2 separate regions of the Mus musculus genome follow, and region 1 is linked to region 2. A link is a contact called in public HiChIP or PLAC-seq data. All regions are on one chromosome and are shown on one strand. The core of a region is the stretch at or near the end of the contact, and the rest is flanking DNA. Distances in the headings are between cores, read along the strand shown. Region 1 holds the start of Lrrc25 (leucine rich repeat containing 25). Region 2 holds the start of Homer3 (homer scaffolding protein 3).

Evidence for each region. HiChIP or PLAC-seq counts read pairs in DNA pulled down with a chosen protein or histone mark.
Region 1: an H3K27ac HiChIP or PLAC-seq map of the HPC-7 cell line shows a contact between it and region 2, with 6 times the contacts expected there. The contact joins the promoter of Lrrc25 here to the promoter of Homer3 in region 2. A contact is called at or near these places in 7 of 39 promoter capture datasets (the HPC-7 cell line, HPC-7-derived erythroid cells, fetal liver and 3 more), 1 of 15 datasets of contacts at CTCF or cohesin (embryonic stem cells), 2 of 484 Hi-C or Micro-C datasets (cardiomyocytes and embryonic stem cells), 7 of 115 datasets of contacts at active chromatin or transcription factors (the HPC-7 cell line, the NIH/3T3 cell line, bone marrow-derived macrophages and 2 more) and 3 of 9 other capture datasets (adipose tissue, embryonic stem cells and liver).

The regions. Positions count from the first base shown.
Region 1 is chr8:70,613,416-70,618,473 of GRCm38.p6, reverse strand. Lrrc25 (leucine rich repeat containing 25) reads right to left here and starts at 1,630. Exons shown (of 3, transcript NM_153074.3): 1 at 1,448-1,630; 2 at 110-912. The coding sequence starts at 903.
Region 2 is chr8:70,280,766-70,286,200 of GRCm38.p6, reverse strand. It overlaps Homer3 (homer scaffolding protein 3), which reads right to left and starts at 3,202. Exons shown (of 10, transcript NM_001146153.1): 1 at 3,101-3,202; 2 at 886-967; 3 at 651-807; 4 at 139-270. The coding sequence starts at 899.

The DNA of each region.
Region 1 (5,058 bases), core at 381-2,880, 330 kb before region 2:
TCAGGCCAACTGCTGAGTAGCTGGTAATTCCGCTGACTCTGACGGGGCATGCCTCTGTCCTGCTAAAGCAGTCCTTGTTCACTGTGGGCAGGGATCTATGGTCACTCACCTGGCTGCAGACCATGAGCAGTCCTCGGCCGGCTGGCCAATAAAGACATTCTCATAATCCATTGTGAACCTGCTGGGTGGTGAGTCTGGGGCCTTGGGGCCAGGTCGCCGGCTGCTGTACCTTGGCAGGAAATCTGTCACTGGTTTGGGGATATCGTGTGGGGACATCTGGGCTTTGCTGAGGCTGTGCTCACTGGCTCTGCGGCGGCGGCGAAGAAGTCTCCAGGCCAGCACAGATCCACTGACAGCCACAGCCAGGGAGATAGTCCCAGCAACAAGGGCTCCAATGGTCCCCGGGCCCCAGCTGGGGGGACAGCTGACCTGAAGGAAGGTGGAGAGGTTCCTTGGAGCTTCGGTGGCTGGGTGTAGACACAGTAGCTGCTGCTGCCCGGAGCAGTTCTGGCGGAGAGCATACCAGGAGGCCAGCCCACAGCTGCAGTCTGCCTTGAGCTCCAGGTCACAGCGCAAGGCCAGGGACCTGTCCACACTGTCCAGCTGGTTGTGGGTGACAATCAGGGTCTGCAGCTTTTCCAGCTTGTCGAAGAAAGCCCCAGGGAGCACCTGCAGGCCATTCTTAGACAGGTCCAGGACTTGAGCATGGCTGGCCTGCAAGGGGCTCCTTGGCAGGGACAGGCCAAGGCCACTGAAATTGAGGCAGGTGCCATTAAATGTCTGAGTCCAGTCTACCCTGCTCGGGTGAACCATGCAGGTGAGATCTTGACTTCCTGACTTGTGAAGCAGGGCCAACAGCATCAGGAGACATAACCACAGCAACCTAGTTCTGATGCTTCCCATCCCAGCAACCTGTGTGGTAACACCTAAGTTAAACACTGGTTTGGTTTTGTTTTAAATACAGATTAATAATTCAAACCATGTAGTGGCTCGTGCCTTTAATCCCAGTACTCGTCTGGCAGAGGCAGGTGGATCTCTGCGAGTTCGAGGCTAGCCGGGTCTACTTAGTGAGACCCAATAAAACCCAAATAAAGCACCCCAACCAGTTAAGGCTTTTCTGACATGGAAGCCCATGGCCCCTGGCTGGCCACCTTTCTCTGGGTTTCCCTGGTTCCTGGGCCTCCAAATGCTGGTCTGTGAAATGGGTGCATCCTGCACCTGCCCACCACAAGACTAGACTATCCCACCCCCACACACACCTGCCCAGGCTTTGCATCTCTGCAGCACCTCTCACTGGCCAAGACACAACCACACAACCGTATGCAAACGAGTTGTTGTCCTGGAAACCTCCTAGCCCGATCCTGGCCATCTTTCCTGCAGACCCTGCTATTATTCTACATTGCCCAATCCGCGAGTGAGCTGGACGCGACGTTGCCTTGAGTCTCACCTCCTGGCCTTCGTGATGTCTCGTAAGCCTCAGGGTCCTAGGGTCTGGGTTGGGGTTCACAGCTCCTGGTGCTTTCCACCTGTTAATCCACGCCTGCGGGAAGACGGGAAGACGAGTAGGTGTAGGAGTGGAGGGGACAGCAGAGAGCCCTCTGCCAGCCTCAGGCTCTCACGAGAGGAGGAGGGGCCTTACTGTCCCACTTCTCTCTTGCTGTGACCTCACCCTGAGCTCCTTGGCCCGCAGCTTCCCCTCCACCCGCTTCCTGATCTTTGCTGGGCTCTGCAAATATTCACTCAATGAACAATCACTTAAAGTGCCTCAGCTCTGGGCAGGTACTCGGGGGACATCTGGTCCTGGAAAAGGTCAGAACTGGACAGTGATCAGAGGTCCGATCCCCACCCCCACGCCCCGCCCCAAATAGAGGCAGGACAGGAAAAAGGGACAGAATTCCACAAGGTATCTAAGAAGAGATAGCTAGCAACACATAGCTAGGAGTTGTCAAGGAGTCTTAAAACCTGTCCCTAGGGCTGCAGCGATGGCTTAGCGGTTAAGAGCATCGACTACTCTTCTGAAGGTCCTGTGTTCAAATCCCAGCAACCACATGGTGGCTCACAACCATCTGTAAGGAGATCTGATGTCCTCTTCTGGAATGTCTGAAGACATCTACAGTGTACTTACATATAATAAATAAATCTTTAAAAAACAAACAAACAAACAAACAAACAAAAACTGTCCTTACTTCTCCAAGCTCCTAACCCTCACAGGTGCTTCGTGGAAGTTTCTGCAGCAGGCTATTGGAAAGGGGCTGTAGGGACCAGCTAGGGGAGGGCACATAGCTGATAAGTGCCTGGCAGGCAGCAGGAGCTAAGACCCTGAGGCCCAAGGAGCAGCTGGGTAAGAGGAAGCTGAAGGGGGAACTAGAAGTGTGGGCCTCACTCTCACACTGGTGGAAATGGGTAATCCAGAGCCAGCAAGTCCCGGGGCCAGTGGAAACCAGGCTGGAGTATGCTCAGGGGAAGGGAGGAGGTTGGGGGTATGAAGACCGAATCTGTATTCCTGAGGCAGAGAGACATGCCAGGCTATCAGAAAGAACCCCACCCAGGGAGAGACTGTCCTAGAAGAGAAAGTGGCTAGGCTGTGTGAGGTCATAGGGTCGGGTGACCAGCTCTGTCCTTGACCCCCTTGGGGACGATACCTATGTAGAGGCTCCATGTGGCAAGGCTGACAGGGTCGTGGGATACAGGAACCCTAGCACTTGGGGGCCTGGCCTATGCTGGTAGCTGGGTTTGTGTGTGTTCCCTGACCCTGGTGAGGCCTTTGTTTTGTTTTGTTTTGTTTTGTTTTGTTTGTTTGTTTTTTGTTTTTTCAAGACAGGGTTTCTCTGTGTAGTCCTGGCTATCTTGGAACTCACTCTATAGACCAGGCTAGCCTTGAACTCAGAAACATGCCTGCCTCTGCCTCCCAAGTGCTGGGATTAAAGGCGTGCGCCACCACCGCCTGGCTTGGTGAGACCTTCTTGGGGCTGTAGATTGTGCTCAGCAATTGAGGGAGCTCAGACACAGCCCAGCTGTGAGCCTGGGGTTTGGGTCCCACACGAGCAGCCCAAGTGTCTGTGACATGACATCCCATGTGGATGACCCTGAGCAACAGCTGTCAGACCCGACGACGACATGAGCTTTAGCAGCTTCCACCCGCTCATGACACTGGGGCTCAGGGGCTCATTTTTAGGGTGTGGAATATTCTGGAAGCAGAGATGGCAGGTAGGACAGAGGACAGCTGACAAGAGACTATTCTCTCCCTCCTCCATGTGGTCAGAGGCTGACCTCAGACTGTCAGGCACAGTGGCAAGCGCCAGTCTACAAAAATCTTTGAATGAAAGCCACAGAAGCCAGAAGTGCCCTCAGCCACAACCATATATGCTCAAAGACACCTCAAAATATCCAATGATTCTTAGAGACACCCCTGAGACCCTCAAAGATATTGAGAGACCTCCAATGTCTCCAAAGTGCCAGTGACACACACACAAAACTCCCAAGATCCCTAGACAGCTCTCAGTACCAAAGTCCCCAATATATTACACCCCACAATTGAGCTCTGCTGTCCTAATGCTCCCGTGCTGAAACAGCCTGGGCCCCCCACTGTCCCAGTCTCTGAGGTCAACTCTACCTGCTGCTTGTCCCCCCACAAATGTCTGACACCCCAGAAATGCCTACTCCTGCCTACAGCCTTCCCTGCAGCCAGGCCCTAGGTCCTGCTATACTGACCCCTTCCTGGCTCCCATGAAGACTGTGCAATGGGCACTCCATTCTTATTAACAGGAAGGAGGAAGGCTGCGTGCCAGGCTGCTGACCAAGCAAAGACCAGGGGATGGGCTGTGTGACTGGGTACACTGAGAGTCATTGGTCAGATTAAGATTGACAAGTGAATTCGGTCAGCGGATGGGACCTCATAGAGGACTCGAAGGCTTCACAGAGAAGCACTCAGGAAACTAGGGACGTTAAACAGCAGGCTAGTCTTTTCAACAGAAGACACATATGGCTGTCTCCTACCCAGAATGTGGATGTGGTTAACAGCCTGGTGACTTGTGCTGTCTGCAGGGTCAGGCCAGTCCTTATTGTGGACATTTTGTCTCTTGGTCAACAGGACCCATCTTTATTGAAGTGTCCATATGCACTCTGTAAAGAGATTCAATGTAAACATGCCTTAAGTTTCTTTGGACACAGGGGATTAGGTTAATTATCAGCAGAATGGTTTTTTCCCCCCAAATTGTGCTTAAATATGGCTACAATAAACTGTCCTGTGTCAGACTCCAGCTGACAAGTTCTGTTAAAAGGGATTTCCCTCCTGCCTCACCAGGGTTGTTTCTCTGCTGGCCCTGGTGTTGGCAGAGACCCTCACAGAATTATAAATAATTATTGTAGATAAACAGGGCATGGTTGAAGGCAGGGTGGCTACCATGGTGCACCCCCACAGCATTGCATTTCTGTGTCAGAGTCTAGAGGATCCCTGTGCAGAGGGTTTTGGAGAACAGCCCTGAACTGCAGGAGCTTGGCCACACCCACCACCATGGACCCCGGAGAGCAGCTGCTTCTGTTTGGTTGCTGCCTCCTGTGCTTTCCCAGGCCAGCCTGAGCTACTCTAAAAGACTGGATCCTCAGAGAGGATCTGGGGCCAAGGCTCAGGGTGCAGGCCTTCCCTAGAACTCATGGGAGAGTAATAACATCACCTCCATTTCACAGACAGGGAAACTGAGGCCCAGGCTGCTTGAGTGGCTTCTGAAGGTGTCTATAACTAAACAGAGAGTCTGGCCATAGCCGTGAAGACACCTTGATGTACCACAGATGATGAGTTTTTTAGAGTGGTTCCATGCACACTTGAGGGCTGGCCTGGAACTTGGAGAGCCATCTGCAGATCGCAGAGCTGTTTCCAGGCGGGGGGAGTAGGCCTTTTGTTGTTATTTATATTTAGTAGCCCTGAGTCTTTTCAAAAAACTGTTGTGTGTGCGTGTGACACTTAAGAGTATATGTGACACTGTGTGAGTGTGACATTGTATGAGTGTCCCTGGAGACCAGAGGAGCCACTCCAATCCCCTGCCAGTGTGAGCCACAGGG
Region 2 (5,435 bases), core at 1,953-4,452:
CCAAAGCTGCTGAGAGGTTTGAGGGGTTGAAGCAAGTTGGCAAATGACCACAGCACCCAGGGCACTCAAGAAGGCCTGTCACCCATCAGCCCACCCTGAGGAACACAGATGCCAACCACTGCCCATGTCTCTGCCCACCTGGGTCAGCTGCTGTTCAGAGGCAAAGCCTAGGCCGTAGACAGTGTTGGCTCGACTGTCTGCCCATTGCCCGAACTTCTGAGAGGTTTTGGTGAAGGTCATGTTGGGAGTGACAGTGCTGTTGATGATGGCCTAGAGGTGGGGGAAGCAAGATTCCAGGTCAGAAGATAATGAGCGCCAGGAGCAACTAGCCTGACAGACTGCTGGAGAAGGAGCATTCAAGTTGAAGACTACACACTGGAGTTAAAAATTAAAAAAGGAACTCTAGGCATCTGTCTTAGTAGCTAATCCCTACCTAGGATCCCCCAGTGAGGAGCTATCGGAAGGCATACAGGTGGAGCCCCTGCCTAGAATCCCCCAGTGAAGGGCTGCAGTAGAACTCTTGTCCCTTCTCGGAGACCCCACCACTGAGTTATTTCTGGAAGACGTTAGGTCTGGGAAAGGATCGTTGATTCCCAAGTCACCCAGCCTGGCTGGTGGCTGCACACCTGCCCCCAAACCCCTGCTCAGACCTTGGCACCCCCGATGCTGATGATGCGGTACACATTTCGGGTTGCATCATAGAAATAGGACACGGTAAGTGCGTGCTTGCCGGCGGGGATCCAGTTCCGCTTTGTAGTGGGGTCGATCTGGAATACGTGCGCCCGGGTGCTGAAGATTGGCTGTTCCCTACAGCAGGGACAGAAACTCTGCAGGAGTCTGATGCCACCCAGGGGCAAGGCCAGACCAGAGTGGGTGAGTGCTCACCTGGCTGTGGACATTGGTCAGGTTGGGCTGGATGGCCTCTAAGGGGCACCCAGAGGGGTGACAGGAGTCACTTGTTTGTCCCCTAGGGAAAGAAGAAGATTGTGAGTAAGGCTCCAAGGATACTCAGGCCAAGTGGGTCCTCCAGGTGACTTCACAAAACCAGCGAGGCAGGAAAGGAGCAGCTGCTGGTCAGACACCCACTTCCTCAGTCCCAGCCCAGACTGGCCTTGAAATCACTTTGCAGCCAACAGCAACCTTGAACTCTTGATCCTCTGGCCTCCACCTCCTAAATGCTGGGACGGCAGCTTGTGCCATCATTCTTGGTTCATGTGGTGCTGAGGATGGAGCCCAGAGCATCCTGCATCCCATGCAAGCTCTCTATCAACTGAGCTGTAGGCATAAACAAAAGGCCCTGCTTTTGGGAGAAGCCCCCACAACTGGACTGAGTGATCTCTAGATCTCTAGTGTCACCAGAGAGGTGATACAGTGCCACCAAACTGCAAGGGTAGGTAGGATATGGCTTGGAGAATAGCCTGGTTGTTGGCACGCAGGATTATACTCACTGTCCAGGTTACCCACCACTGGGCAAGTGTCCTCCCACAGGAACTGAACATGAGGTCAAGATCAACCGAGTGGAACATCTCATTCATCCCCTCCCATCCAACAGCCCCCCTCTCCTCCCAGAGGGCCTTGCATCAAAATGTGGGACAAAGCTGGATCCGTGGTGAGGCCCTGTGGTTTTATCTATCTGAAAGCCAAGGCGGTTAGATCATGCATCCCAGGAGTTCAAGGCCTCCCTGGTCATCATGGAGGGATAAACCCATCTCAAGGAGTAAAAGTGGAGTGCTTCCAGGGACCTAACAGGAAAATCAGGACCTCGCTGATCCCACAAATGGACCACTTCGGGGCTGAAGAGATGGTTCAGTGGGTAAGAGCACTGACTGCTCTTCCAGAGGTCCTGAGTTCAATTCCCAGCAACCACATAGTGGCTCATAGCCATCTGTAATGGGATTGGATGCCCTGTTCTGATGTGTCTGAAGACAGCTACAGTGTACTTGTATAAATAAAATAAATAACTCTAGGAAGGAAGGGAGGGAGGGAGGGAGGGAGGGAGGGAGAGAGAGAGAGAGGAGAGAGAGAGAGAGAGAGAGAGAGAGAGAGAGAGAGAGAGAGAGAGAGAGAGAGAGAGAGAGAGAGAGAGAGAGAGAGAGAGAGAGGAGAGAGAGAGAAAGGACCACTTAGCCCAGATAACTCTGTGTCTGAGTCTCCAGGGAGCTTACTTAAAAGGAAAAAATGAAAGCCTGGTATGGTGGCACCAGCACTGGGGAGAATGAGGAGACTTTGAAGCCAACCTGGGCTACAGAGTGGGACCATGTCTCAACGCACAGGCACACACACACACACAAGCACGCATTGCACACAGCGGTTCATCCTAGTCCCCACCATGTGAACAGGGAACAGGACCGGGAGAACGGAGCTCCCCAGCCTCCTATGAACGCTTGCACCTGTCATTCTCCTAAGTCCCCCAAATTTCAACTAAGGAGATTGGAGGAGAAGGAGGGTCCTGCGGGTGCGGGAGGTCAAGACCCGGGGTCTGAGGTCAGGGCCCCTCCAAGCTGTCTTGGGAAGCTGCGAAACCTAAGTTCCCATACAGAGGGAGGGTAGGGGGGTTGTCCAGTCAGAGACGCTAATGGAACTGGCGGAGATTGGGGGAAAGGGGTCCCCGAACCCAGGCCCTTCCGGTCGGACCACTCCTGCCTGGACTTGCCACCATCAGGAAAAGTTACTCACTGAGTAGTCACGCGCCTTGGAGCAGAGGCGCGGGGCGGAGAACCGCGATCGCGCGCGGCGGGGACCCTGCCAGGAGCCCCACGCCGGCTTCCCATTTGGCACCGGTTCCCACTCCCTCCAGGGCAGCTCGTGAGGGCAACTACGGGAGCCGCTGACCCGCAACTTCTAAGTGGCGGAGCCTCGCGATGCGGCGTCCCCAACACCCGGACCTCGGCTGAGGAACCCGGTGAAGACGCGCCCCGCGCCCCAGCCAGCACCTGAGCCGGCCCCCTAGCCGGCACCCCAGGATCCCAACCCCTCAGCCTGCACCCCGCAGCTCCTGGGCCCCGCCTCACAGTCCGCAACTTTGGAAACCGTCTGCGTTTCCTGCGCCCCCGACTCCCTGATTGTGCCTCGGAAGCTGGGGTCCCCCTGTCTGGCTCACCCCGCGTCGTCGTCGCTGCAGCCTCCGGCCCGCGCCCTCCGCGCGCCCCGCGCCGCCCGCGCCTTTGTCTGCGCCGCCTCCGGTCCCATCGCGGCCAGTCCCCGCGCCGCCCCGCCTCTGCCCAGCGCCCCCTGCTGGCCAGCTACGGAGGGCGGGGAAGAGGGAGGGGACCCCGAGAGGGAAGAAGAGGAGGGCGGACATGGAGGGGGGAGTTGGGCGGGGTGAAAGGGCAGAGGAAGGGGAGGGCACCAGGAGGTCAAGAGGAGGAACTTCTGAAGGGGGGACCCAGTGGGAGGCAACTGAAGGAAGTGGGGAGGGCGTGGCTTTTGAAGGAGGGGGAGGGGCCCATAAAGTCTGGGGCTGGGATCAGAGGGATTAAGGGCAGGGGCCTAGGATCAGGCAGAGTACTGGACAGAGGGGAGGGATCCAGGAGGGCAGCGGAGAGAGACAGAAGGTGACTGCGGACAAAGACAGCGGGGTGGGGAGAGGGGTGGAAGAGGAGGGTCTGTCTGGATCGGCCTTGGGGCAGAGCATTGGACTGATGGGCTGAAGGCTGAGAAGACAAAAGTGTGGGTGTTAGATGGGTGGTAGCGGGCCAGGGTGTGAAGACAGAGGCAGAAGTCCTGGAGTGTGATCTGGTGACCCAGAGATAGGGAGAAACACGGAAAATGGGTGGACAACGACCCTTCGCTTTCCTGCCTCCTACCAAGGGTGGCCCTGAGTCTTCATGTGGCTTCTTCGAAAAGAAAAAGTTCCTGGACCCTCAGCAACTGAAGCATGAAGACAGCTTGAGCCCAGCTCCCCAAAACGAAGGTGGGGGTGGGACTGCAAATCAGTGTGTAACGCCCTCGTCAAGCGTCTGTGGTGCCCTGGGCTCCATCCTAATTCCCACGAAAAGAACAAGCAGGCAAATCTCTGTGAATTCTAGGCTAGATTGGTCTATATAGTGAGTTCTAAGCCATCTAGGGCCACATAGTGAGACCCTGACTTTCAAAAATAAATTCTGGGAGTAACTAGGTTATTGTTACAGAGTCTTAGGATCCAAGTGTCCTCTTAGTGTTGTCTTCCAATGAAATGGACAAACTCCCTGCAGCTCTGTAGGCTGAGTCCTGCCTCTGTCCACAGCCACAGCAGCCCGCCGAGGATCCTTCAGGGGATCACCTATCTGCCAGTGGGTCCCTAGCCCTGTGGCAAATCCCTTGCTGCACTTTTCTAGAAATTTCTGCAAGGGTTTCCGTGTTCTGGGGACAAATGGCTGTGTCCGAATCAGAGTCTGTGGTTCTCAGCTTTGCATTTCTTATGTCAGATATATATTTTTTTCTCTTCTCAAGCCCTCTGGTGTCTGCTGGGATCTGAGCAGGTGGCTAACTTTCAGTGAAGATATTCTCAGGCCAGGCGAGTTTCTCTCCCTCGCCCTCCCAGGAATGTGCTCCTTTCCAAGGATGTTTGTCACTCCTTGACCTTCCAGGCTGTGTGGTTCTGTTCCCTGCCTCTGACAGCCCAAACTAGACTTCCCGGGGCTCCTGGCCTTCTGCTCATGGATGCTCTGATATATATATTATATGTAGAGGTATTTCCATTCATTTCTGAGTCACAGGCAGGTAGGAGCCCCTGAGCTACCAGCCTCCTTGATATTTATTTGCAGCTGGGGAAAACAAGGTCCTCTCCAACTGCGCCTAACTTTGAGAGGCATGTGCACAGGGAAACTATCTGTCTTTGCTCTTAGGCTCGGAGCCACAGAGCATGTGAACACTGGGAACAAAGACAATACCGTCTGCTGTGTTCAGACTGACTTTCTCCTTATTAGCAACATTTTTTTTTTAAGTATCTGAGCTCAGGGCAGCAGGCTGGAAGCCGGTCCTGGTCTGTCAGGCTCTGAGCTGGCTGCAGAGCTAAGACATGTGGTTATTGGGCAGTGGGGGTGGGAGTGGGGGTGGCTAAGGGCCTAAGCAGGCTTTGTGCTATGTGTGGGCACAGGAAGGAATGTGAGAGCTGAAAGTTCTGAAACAAGGCTTGGCAGGTGCCCATCTTCCCAGGACCTGGGAGGTAGAGAGTTCAAGGTCATCCTCTGCTACAGAGTGAGGTCTGGGCCAGCCTGGGATCCATGAGATACTACATCAAATACAAACAGCGGAGCTGAGCACTCAGAAGGCAGTGGCAAGTGGATCTCTGTGGGTTTAAAGGCCAGCCTGCAAGTTCCAGGCCTGAAAAGAGATCCTGTCTCAAAAAACAAACAAAAGACAAAAAAAGAGTTCCTCACTGAACCTGGGCTAGACTGGAGCAAGCCAACGGTAGGTGGGGTTTCCTCTATGTGGAGGTTTATCTTTCACAATGG